2 separate regions of the Capsicum annuum genome follow, and region 1 is linked to region 2. The links are chromatin contacts, called in public Hi-C maps. All regions are on one chromosome and are shown on one strand. The core of a region is the stretch at or near the end of the contact, and the rest is flanking DNA. Distances in the headings are between cores, read along the strand shown.

The links. A called contact is a pair of places that touch in the nucleus more often than the background predicts.
Region 1: a contact with region 2 is called in a Hi-C map of leaf, with 2.1 times the contacts expected there. The contact joins two enhancer-like sites. A contact is called at or near these places in 2 of 5 Hi-C or Micro-C datasets (leaf and placenta).

Annotation. Positions count from the first base shown.
Region 1 is chr10:19,864,944-19,870,751 of UCD10Xv1.1, reverse strand. LOC107845292 (major facilitator superfamily domain-containing protein 12) reads right to left here. Exons shown (of 13, transcript XM_047398543.1): 12 at 2,666-2,798; 13 at 1,833-2,246. The coding sequence ends at 2,080. Among protein-coding and RNA genes, the nearest start is that of LOC107845292, 27 kb to the right of the region's middle. Within about 2 kb of position 2,006, at least 4 of the 5 cell types and tissues checked have an H3K27ac peak or open chromatin away from gene starts, as enhancers often do. A contact at or near this core is called in leaf, where this site is marked.
Region 2 is chr10:19,796,548-19,801,651 of UCD10Xv1.1, reverse strand. It overlaps the pseudogene LOC107844186. Among protein-coding and RNA genes, the nearest start is that of LOC107845292, 42 kb to the left of the region's middle. Within about 2 kb of position 2,556, at least 5 of the 5 cell types and tissues checked have an H3K27ac peak or open chromatin away from gene starts, as enhancers often do. A contact at or near this core is called in leaf, where this site is marked.

The sequences.
Region 1 (5,808 bases), core at 757-3,256, 70 kb before region 2:
AAATTAAGGGTTTTGAAGATTGTTTCGCAAAGCATGCTATTAATTTGTTTTGATGAAATTATATGCATTGTTTCGAACCCTCTTCGTGGTAATCAAATTTTAACCCCTTATCTATATACGTATATAGTTTTGAATGTTTAATTGAGTGCATGAACATATTTGCATTGTGAGTGATTTTCCATGCATGAATTAAGGTTTGGAAGCAAGTTTCTCAACAACATAGTGTTTCACATGGTTTATGATATGATGAGAGGGATTTTCTTGCTAATACTACACTCTTGCATTAAAAGAGAAGAATTGCATATAATTGAATAAATTGACATGACCACCGCATGTTTAAGTCTTGCAAAGAAAGAGGATAATTGCATAAGTTTTCTTGAGACTTCAAAGTGATAACCCTCTTATGATGTTATAAAATCTTGGGTGGTCATGTGCATGTTTCGAATAAATATGATATTGACTTGCAAGTCATGGTATGACGATACCCGGTGATGACATGCCATTAACAAAACAAGTATAGATTGTTTTGAAAATATAAAGCATGGTTTCCAAGAACTAAAAGTTGGGCTTAAGAGAGCTAATTGGTTACCCGAAGAAGGCGTTTAAGTGTAAGGGATCATCGTTGGAAACCATAGTTGCCGATATGGGTATTATCCTGAGAGGGAGATAATGTGGACATCATGTAAGGATGATGCCACGAAATACTTGTTAAGGGGTGTACCAACTTATTAAAACTCCAATCGTTGCGACACACTTGGATTGGAGGCTTAGCCGCCGAGTCAAGGGTTGATTCTATATAGCCCATGAAATTTTAGATTGTAGGGTGTACCGATTTGCTCAAAAAAATAACAAGGTGTTGAGTCATGATTTGAAAGAATGCATTTGGAATTCTAAATTATGGTCATGTGTTTTACTTATATGTAATGTTTTACAAAATGCTCTCATCTACGTTGCGTAATAAAAGATGTTATTTTGGATTGTTTCACATACCAGTACAATTGTATTGACCCACTATATTTCAGGATCTGGGGCTCAGTCCCAGGATCCCGCACTAGATTGGTGTGTCTGAGATTTGCAGTTGGTGAGTCTCCCTTGTTCCGGAAGATCGGGTTTATAAGACATTGTTATTTATTTTGATTCATGGCCTGACTGGGGGTCTTATCCCTGTTTTGCTTTTAGATAGATGTTGATTGTTGTAATTGTTAGATATTTCACAGACTGGTGTCAGATATTTTAAATGTTAAGAGTTTCTTTTAGTATTGTCCAATTGAATTATGAAATTGACCATGTTTCCATATGTTAAAACTTCCGCATTTCTTTATATTGTTTGAATATTGTGCATGATTGCCAGAAAATAAAAAGGGCACTCGGGCTTTCATGATTCGGGATGCTTGTCGCGGCCAGGATCTCGACTCGGGTCGTGACAAGTACCCCTCCCAATCCCCACAAACTATACCCAAAGTTTCTATGGCACACCTAAACTTTACAAGGGCATATTATCCCTCTAAACTCATTTTTCAATATTTTTGTGCTTCTTTGGTGCTGACATTGCTGCTAACTCAGCACAAAGGATAAAAAAAAAATATTTTGCTACTTGATAGCCGTATTAGCAAAAAGGAAAACAAAAATATAGAAAAGATGAGTTTAGAGGGGTGATCGAACCCTCGAAATGTTTAAGTGTGTTATAGCAATTTCGGATATAGTTTAAGGGATGCTTGTGACTTTTCTCTTTTACAAATGTTTCGTACATCACGTCTTTTATTTTTGCTAATTTTTGTATAGTGACTATACCATTCAAGTGTATCATTGAATATTCAATTTAAACTTGAATATCGAACTAATCGGCCACCGTGCAATATTATTTTCATAATAATAACAATACTAAATATTCAAAAGTACATCACTGACAACATAACTCAAACTTGAATTCAGAACAAATTGGCCAAACAAACGCATCAACGAAGAAAAAATAAGATGCATGTTGCATTTTGCAGTATCTTGAACTACTGGCCTATGTCATTTATCCTCTTCCCATATCAATGAAGTACCTTGAATTTATTGCACATTACTCCTCGAGAGCTATGCCAAGAGGGGTTCTGTCGATGTCTTAGGATGGGATGTGTGGGATCTTATGAAGAATGCGATTATGACTCCAATTAAGGATGAAATCCCTGGAATGAAACCTAGAGAAAATCGTGTAACGGAGAAACAAGGATATGCTGGATCACAGGCAACAGGATCTTTTCCTGCATTATTGAGAACAAAATTCAAGTTAATTTATCATTTAACCTGAATCAACCATGCCGTGCACAAAAAACGGAAAAAAAGAGAATGTAAGACATAGCATATACACTCTTTAAGTTCAACAGAGAAGAGTAATATCTTGCAAAAAATGTTAGACGGGAAATCAAAGCATTTTTCCTTTGGTGCTAGCAAATCATTGTAACTAAATCTCAAAGGGAAATAATTTTACAAGGATTATGATACATTATAACTTTCAGCAGGCAAGGAACATATAACATGTAAGTTATTAGGCAAGTTATGCAAATTAGTTAATATAATAATGAGCAAAATCAAAGCAAAAATTTAATAAAGGACACAGGAAAACTATTGTTTTAGATTGTCAGGGATGTAGTAGACACAGAGAGGGGAGGCAGATGCTTACTCTCATATGACTCGAGAAAGTACAGAAACACTCCACATAGAACTTTGTCAATAAAGCCCAATGATCCATAAACAAAAGCAGATCCATCAAGATCTTTATCTACTAGCTCACTTTCCATTCCAATTGCTGTTACCTGCCATCAAAATGAAAAACTTCTACGATACAGCAACACACATATATGAAATATGACCCAGGATGTCTTATCAACTCAGTGTTGCTTTGCGGTTTGCAGCAAGAAGCAATGAACGCACTAATGTCTGATAATTACACAATCGATTGGTAACCAGTTTCAACAACAACAACAACAACAAACCTAGTATATTCCCACCTATTGGGGTCTGGGGAGGGTAGAATGTACACAGTCCATACCACTAACTCTAAAGAAGTAGATAGGCTGTTTCCGATAGGACCCCGGCTCAAGACACAGGACAATATACAAAAACATCCAAAGCATGAGACATGATAAAACTAACATAGATACAACATCCACAAAATAACGTATATTACCAAACAAAAGACACCAAAACCCTCCTAACTACGGACTATGATTCATCCACCCACCTTATCCCTCTAACCTAGTGTTTTTCCTCCAGCCAGGGTCATGTCCTCACCTCAGTGAGCTGTAACTGCTCCATGTCACGTCTAATCACTTCTCTCCAATATTTCTTCGGTCTACCCCTACCCCGCTTGAAACCATCTAACACTAGTCTCTCACACCTACGAACTGGGACGTCTGTGCCCCTCCTCATCACATGACCAAATCATCTCAACCTAACTTCCCGCATTTTTTCCTCCACTGATACCACGCCCACCTTCTCCCGAATAATCTCATTCCTAACCCTGTCAGTCTTGTAAGACCACAGATCCAACGCAACATCCTCATTTCTGCTACCTTTTCCTAAAACATATACAATTAGTCAGTTTACTGAGACAATTGCTTCTTTAGTGTCTGTTTTCTAGTTTTCATTAAAAGAAACAGAGATTCGGAATGATACATCACAACTATGCCTAAACTACTTGTAGTCAGGTACATCAATCCTCACTTTCCACGTGGTTCCATTGACTTGTTGTGAGATTAAAGGACTTCATGGAAATAACTTACTCACACCCATGATCAAGTGATAGAATTGAGGTGAGTACATATATTAATTCTCCAATTTTATAGATAAACACATATGCAAAAGAAAGGTATTATTTAGTGTAAACACCATGTGAAGGGCTAAGTTTTTCCATGCTTTACCATGGCTGCTAGCGTGAATTCTTATTAATTGTTTAAATGGAGACAGTATAGAAACATCTTTATTAATTGTTTAAATGGAATCAATTATAAAAACACAAGTTATGAAATGTCTGGTTAATCGTCTAAGCCAAGCTGGACTTGTCGTTTGAGATAATTGACAGAAAATATACCAACAGATATTGGTTTTGTAACGCCCAGGATGCTTGCATGCCTTATTAGAGATAAAAATGAACCTTTATAACTCTTATGTTGACTAGGAATCTCTTGGAAAGAGTTCAGGTACGTCAAAGGAAGTTCTAGGATCAAAAAGAGGCCGTGCATCATGCCGGGGGAGGTCGGCACCTTCCTCCCCCCCCCCCCCCCCCCCCTGCCATGCCACAACTAGAGAGGTGCCACTGGATTGCCTCCATTGTGGCCTCTCGCCACACAGACGGGACCTTCTCCCCCCCGGCCCACTGGGATTTCATTTTTTATTTCGTATTTTAAGGGCATTTTGGTCCTTTCCGTATTTAAGAACTGTCCCAAACCTATACTAAACGATCCCACCCCTTTTTCATTCTTCAAAAACATAACCAACTTCTCTTCAAAACTCCTAGAAGCAAAATCACTGGGGTTCAAGATTCAAGTTTCTACTCTTAAGATCTCCTGAAATTATTTCCGTCAAAAGGTATGTTTGAACACCCCCTACTTTAAATTACTCATACAAGGTATTTATTTCATGTTATTAATATTTTCTAAAGATGGATTGAAACTAGGGTTGAGGATTTTACTATGAAAGCTTGATATGAATTTCTCCTTTTCCTATGAATGATTTTCAAATCTTTATTTGGGATTTTGATGCTAGAATGGCTCTTTGAAAATGATGAATCTTAATGTCTAAAACTTGAGTAAAAATGTATGAATATTAAGCCATAGTTATGAAGTACCTTGAAAGTTTTGACTTGAACAAGAAATATAAATGATTTTCCATCCTTTGTATCATTGAACGAAGCGGTATTATCAGATGTTTTGAAATGTTATGGAAAGTTTAATTATGATTATGCACATGATTTTTTAAGGCGGAGGATTGAGAGTCTAAAAATTTTAATGATAATGGTATGGCATGATATGGGTGACATGCAAGTCTTGGTATGATGATACCAAAAATGTGAATGCCTTTGTTGTTCTACAGAACACAAAGAAGAAGAAAACGTTTGAGGATAAAAAAATATTCTGCTTGTTTATTCATCCACATATGAGAATATAAATAGACAAAAGATTCTTATTCTGTTTCTAACTAGGAAACTAATAAAATCCTATTCTACCTTCAACTAGAATACTAATAAATCCTATTCTATATCAACTTAAACAATTGAATTTCATAAATAAAATTACTAAACTAAAAAGGAAAACTAACAGCAAATAACTCAATACTTCAACACTCCTCCTCGAGATGTTTGCTGGTAACTCCAAGTTGTTCACGAAGAGTTTCAAATCTGAATTTGGGAAGATCTTTGGTAAATATATCAGCAAGTTAATCCTCCTTGGTCTCAGCAATTTCATTAAACATCTCAATACATTTCTTCACAAGGTTCTTCCTAATCACCTTGAGAATCTTGTTTTGTTGTAGCATCTCACGAGAGATATTGAGAGACAAATAATCAGAGTCCACAGCACCCTTCACAAATCCAAGGTACTCGGGCATAAGCTCCTTATAGTTATCCATAATGAACATCTTCCAAGCTCCTATTGTCTCCTAGCAGTCTTTGCATTTGTACCGTTCCCCAACAATAGGACATATCCCACAATGACCACAACCTACTCCAATATGAACTTGCGGTCCTCTATCCGTTAACCATGCGGAAAGATCAAATCTAGGTAGTGATTTGCAGCCAGCGACTTCGTCCTGATATTGGGCTGATGG
Region 2 (5,104 bases), core at 1,307-3,806:
GTATCAAATGATGTTGTAGTCACTAAACTTTGTGGAGATTAATTATGGTTATGTAAAGACATCTGTTAATGTATTTATTGAATTATTTTGATCCCGAATCCGAATTTTTGGTAAAATTTGACTTTCATTATTGACTTGTTCAGTTTGTTTCTGTCCTATTGGTATTGTACAGTTCAATTACTTGAAGAAAGACGCTTATAATTGACCATCATGGTGGAACTGTATTGTGTGTTCAATGTACATATCTTTATACTTGTACAGTTCATTTTCTCATTGTTCTCTTGTAAACATATATACATAGCAGCTCCCAGGGTCTTGTAATATGATACTCCTTTCCCCATTCCTCGATTAGGCTAAGTTTGGTGGTATGTGATTTGATGAGCATCATTCGATTAGGCTAAGTTTGGTGGTATGTGATTTGATGAGCATCATGCTATCGCATCTTTTTGCAGTGCTTTCTTCTTGGCAATTTGTTGGACTCAATCAGCAGTTAATTGGGCTTGTTTTCAAAACAACTTAAGGAAATTTTCTTGAAAAAATTTAGTACTCAACCAAGTAGCATAAAAATATAACAGTTCTGAAAATGAACACTGAAACTTTATTGGTACTCTTGTCCCAATTAACTAGTTCTTGGCACAACTCGTGCTTGTCATTAGTTACCGAACTATGAATTAATGATATTATATAACAAAATTTAAGTAACAATCCAAACGAGTATTGTATTTTAACAAACAATACGAAACAATAGGTAATGGATATGAAAATTAGTAACTACAAAAATTATCACTTAACAAATATCCTGATAAATCTTTCTGCGCTAAATATCACTGGGGCATTAGACATATTGCCAAAGTTCGCTGTTAGAACTACAAGCAAGAGCAACAGAGGCATGATTATGATGAGTCACAGGGACAGAACAAGTAATCAAACAGTTAAGAGAATTTGAACGAGTAACACTACTCCAAAGCTTATTCTGCTGTCGCAACTTGGTTAGGGTGCCCTTCACATCAGAGGTAGAAAAACACACCTCAGACTCCTCAGGAACACTTACTACTGGTTCATTTCGAGCTGTAGAGTAGATATCTGGACAGTATATGAGCTTGAGTTTTTCAATTATAGGCAACAACACCAGCAAAACGGCACTGTGGAGAAACTCTGCTGGGGATAAGTAACTTCCGACAAAGAGTTTGTTACCACATATAATCCACGTCAAGAAAGTTTCATTACCCATTTCGCCGGAGCTGGGCACATTAACTTAACAAAAATACAAGTGCAGTCTCAAAATCAATCACTTGAGAAGATAACACTTCACTATAAAGCATGCATTCAAAGCACTGGAATATTTGAACTTACAAAGCTTATTATGGAAAAGTGGACACAACAAAGAATAACTACAACAATAAATTTTAAATCAGTACCAAGCTTGGAAAACAAGTCACACAATCTGCAAAGTTTACAAAAACTTTCTTGTTTCCTGCTAAGTTGTTCGGCCTCTCCAAAAATGTTTGCCGCACCCGTATCGGATCCTTCAATAATACACTATTTTTGGAGAATCCGACATGAACCCATAGATATTTTTGAATAATTCGAGCAACTTAGGCTTCCTGAGGCTATTTTTATACCATCAGCAAAGTGAGTGATGAATCAAATAATCCCTTTTTAGTTTAAGAAAAATATAGATCAAAACAGAAACTGTACTAGGAGGTGAAAAAAATGAGAGCAGGATAAAATCTCACTAATCTCATCAAATTAAGCTTCATGCCATCACGCAAAGACTGGTGAAACTTAGTAACTAGTATGTATTAGACTGGTAAGAGGAAATAGATTTAATCGTGTATCGTTCACAGCCAAAACAGCATATATTGAACATACATATCCTTCCAATTACACCAATTATAAAAGCTCGGCAAGGCAGCAACAACATCAATAACACTAGAGAAGGCAACAACAACAGCACCAACATTAGAACATTAAACAGAATACTATTTAAATATTTCACATTTCCATTGTACTCTAAACAAGTATAATGAAGTTTTTGAAGTGAAACAAAGCACAATTTCACCACAAAAAAAGTACTCACCGAATTTCTAATTGAATCACTACTAATATCGGACATGTTTTAAATCTAATTTATGAAATAGAAAAAGGAAAACAAAAAATTTAGAAGATGGAGCAGGCTTTGAACAGAATGCTTAGAAATTAAATAAGAAGGCCATGAAGTTTTCACCTGAGGGAGTAGCTGAATAAAGATGGAGCAGAAATAGGATTTTTAAATAGCAAAACCACCAAAATCGGATCCAAAAATAATTCTTTAGAATTTCAGATTCAAACAACAACAAATCAAAACAAGAAAATAATTAAATGAAATGTGTAGATGAAGAAGAAACATCCATAGATCTCAACTCGATTCTCTATCACACCGCGAGGAATTAAAAGCACAAATTAAACATATTTGTGTTGGCTTTTTTTGTGAGAGAGTGAGAGAGTGGAACAGAACAATAAGACACGTCTTTTGAATTTTTCCGTGAAACTGGGTCAAGCTATGGGTCGGATAATCTGTTAAATTAGGGTGGATTGCTATTTGGGGATAAAATAAATAAAAATTGATTAATGGTTAGGATTATGCCACGTGGCATATTGTTAGTGAGAGGAATATATATGTACCTAATTATTAATGGGGATATTTATACCAAAATATAGCAGAAGATATATATATCTTTTATTAAAATTCAGGCATATATTTGTACCTTTTTCATTCTTATATTTTCTTATTCACCTTCATATATACTAATTTGAGTTAGTTTTTTTTTGCATTAACTAAAATACCCTTCACATATGCCTTCTTTATAAAATATTAGAATCGTGCAAAGCACGAACATATACTCTAGTTATTCAATACACCGAAACAATAAATAATCTAAGGATCATATATATAATACAAACCCAAGAAGAATATAACAACACGCATGCAGCAGAACCTCCCTAAATCGTTGGAAGAGAAAATGAGCATATATAGTCGCTACACCTAAAAAGATAGTTAGGAGCAATTAGTTTACGACAATAGCGTAATTGCTACTAATTATATATGTTTTAGAGGCAATGATATTATTAACGACAATTACATTTTAGCATTCTTCGTAAATACCTCTAAAGTTTACAGCGATATTAGATCCAATGACAATTATTAATACTAATAAAAGCTTTAACACTTGGAGTGAGTGTTGCTCTATCTCATGCATGATTTTAGTTGCATGAATAAATTGGACGAGTACACCCACAAATATAGAGATGCATCAAATAAATATAATGAATTTTAATCCTAATAAGTTGACAAAAGGGAATGTTATAGATTTTAAACGAAAATGATATGATATAAAACATTAGCAAATGTTATTAAATATTAGTAACATTATAATAAATATATACGACAACGAGGTAAATTAGCAGCAAAAATTGTATAATAAAATGATTGTGATTTTAGGATATTAATTGATGATATGTATGATTATATATACTTTAGAGTATAGAGTAATTATTGGATAAAAAAATTACAAAAAATAATTGTAAAATTAAAATTTTAAGAAATAAAGAGATATTCTTTTAAATTATTTAAATGAATTTTGGATATGGGGGGGGGGGGGGGGGATTAAATTGATTGTTTAAATGATTTTTTATAATTTTTTAAAATTTTTATTTTAAATAAAAATTACATATTAGCAAATTTTAATGAAAAAAATTAATTAAATAGTTTAAGTGACTTTGTAAGTAAGGCACTCATAGTTGAGTGACTTTTGAAATAAAAATTAAAGTTAAGTGACTTTCTAAGAAAAGAACTCATAGTTGAGTGACTTTTGGAGTAAAAATCAAAATTGAGTAACTTTCTGAGGAAAAAAATCATAAGTTGAGTGAACATTTGAATTATAAACTCCTCAATTTATATAGTGGATGACCCTATAAATACCATTCTTGGCTGTAGGAAAGGAATTGTCATATAAACAGATTAAAAGTTTTTTTTTTTTTTTAAAGGCAACCGTTCTAAACCAATTTAGAAGGACACATCTGTTAGAAAGGTTGCTTCAAATTAATTTCCTCCTAAGAATATAAATAAATAAATATAATAGGAAAAAAAAGAGTAATACATGAGAAAAAAGAAAATTAGGTATACTGATATTAGAGAGCGCAGCACCACATTACCAGGTCTATGTCCCTCTTACATGCATCTAAAAAGGTTAAGATATTGAATTTTGAGAAAAACTACATGAATTTTATTAAAATATTTATAAAATCTTATTAAGTTTTTACTTTGGATCGGTGATTGTATTGAGCCACCCACATAATGACCATTTTTATATTAATGTTGTTAAGGATCTTGTAAACCTTAATAACAATAATATATTCAGTCTGATTTCATTAATGAAAGATTTGGAGGATATAAAGAATCCGGATACTCATTGTGCATTCACCCCTCTCTAATTTTGTTGTTCGTACTTTGTTAAATTTTAGAGTAAATTTCCTATATGGTCACTCATGTTTGAAAAATTGCCTACAAATATTACTTTTATTTCATTTACGATAAGAATATCATTCAACTCTTTCTATTTTCTCTAAAATATACTTAACACCTCAAAAAACTTCTCTCTCCTACTTGAAATGTCATGTTATTAAAATTTCTTTCTTTTTTTTATAGATCTATTTAACTTATCAAACTTATTCAACTAAAATTTTATCCTAATTCTTTTCTTTTAGAAAGAAATTACACATGATATATTAATCATTCAAGATTGAGAAAATAGTCTATTACCCCCAACCTTTAGTCGAAATCTTAACTACACACTCAACCTTTAAAGATGACCTATTACCCCCCTAATCTATTTTTTCCTATATTTATTACTCCCCCAAATGTTGACCTATCAAGGAAGGTGAGAACACCCCCTTTAGGCACGTTGGTTTAGCCACAGCACGTCCAAAATTAAAATTTTAGCCTTCCACATAATATACACGTCATTAATTGATTATTTGATGAAATAAAGATGAAAAAATACTCTCTCTCTCTTCCAACGGTCATCATCTTCTTCTTTATAAGACCCATGTCCTTGTCCACCAT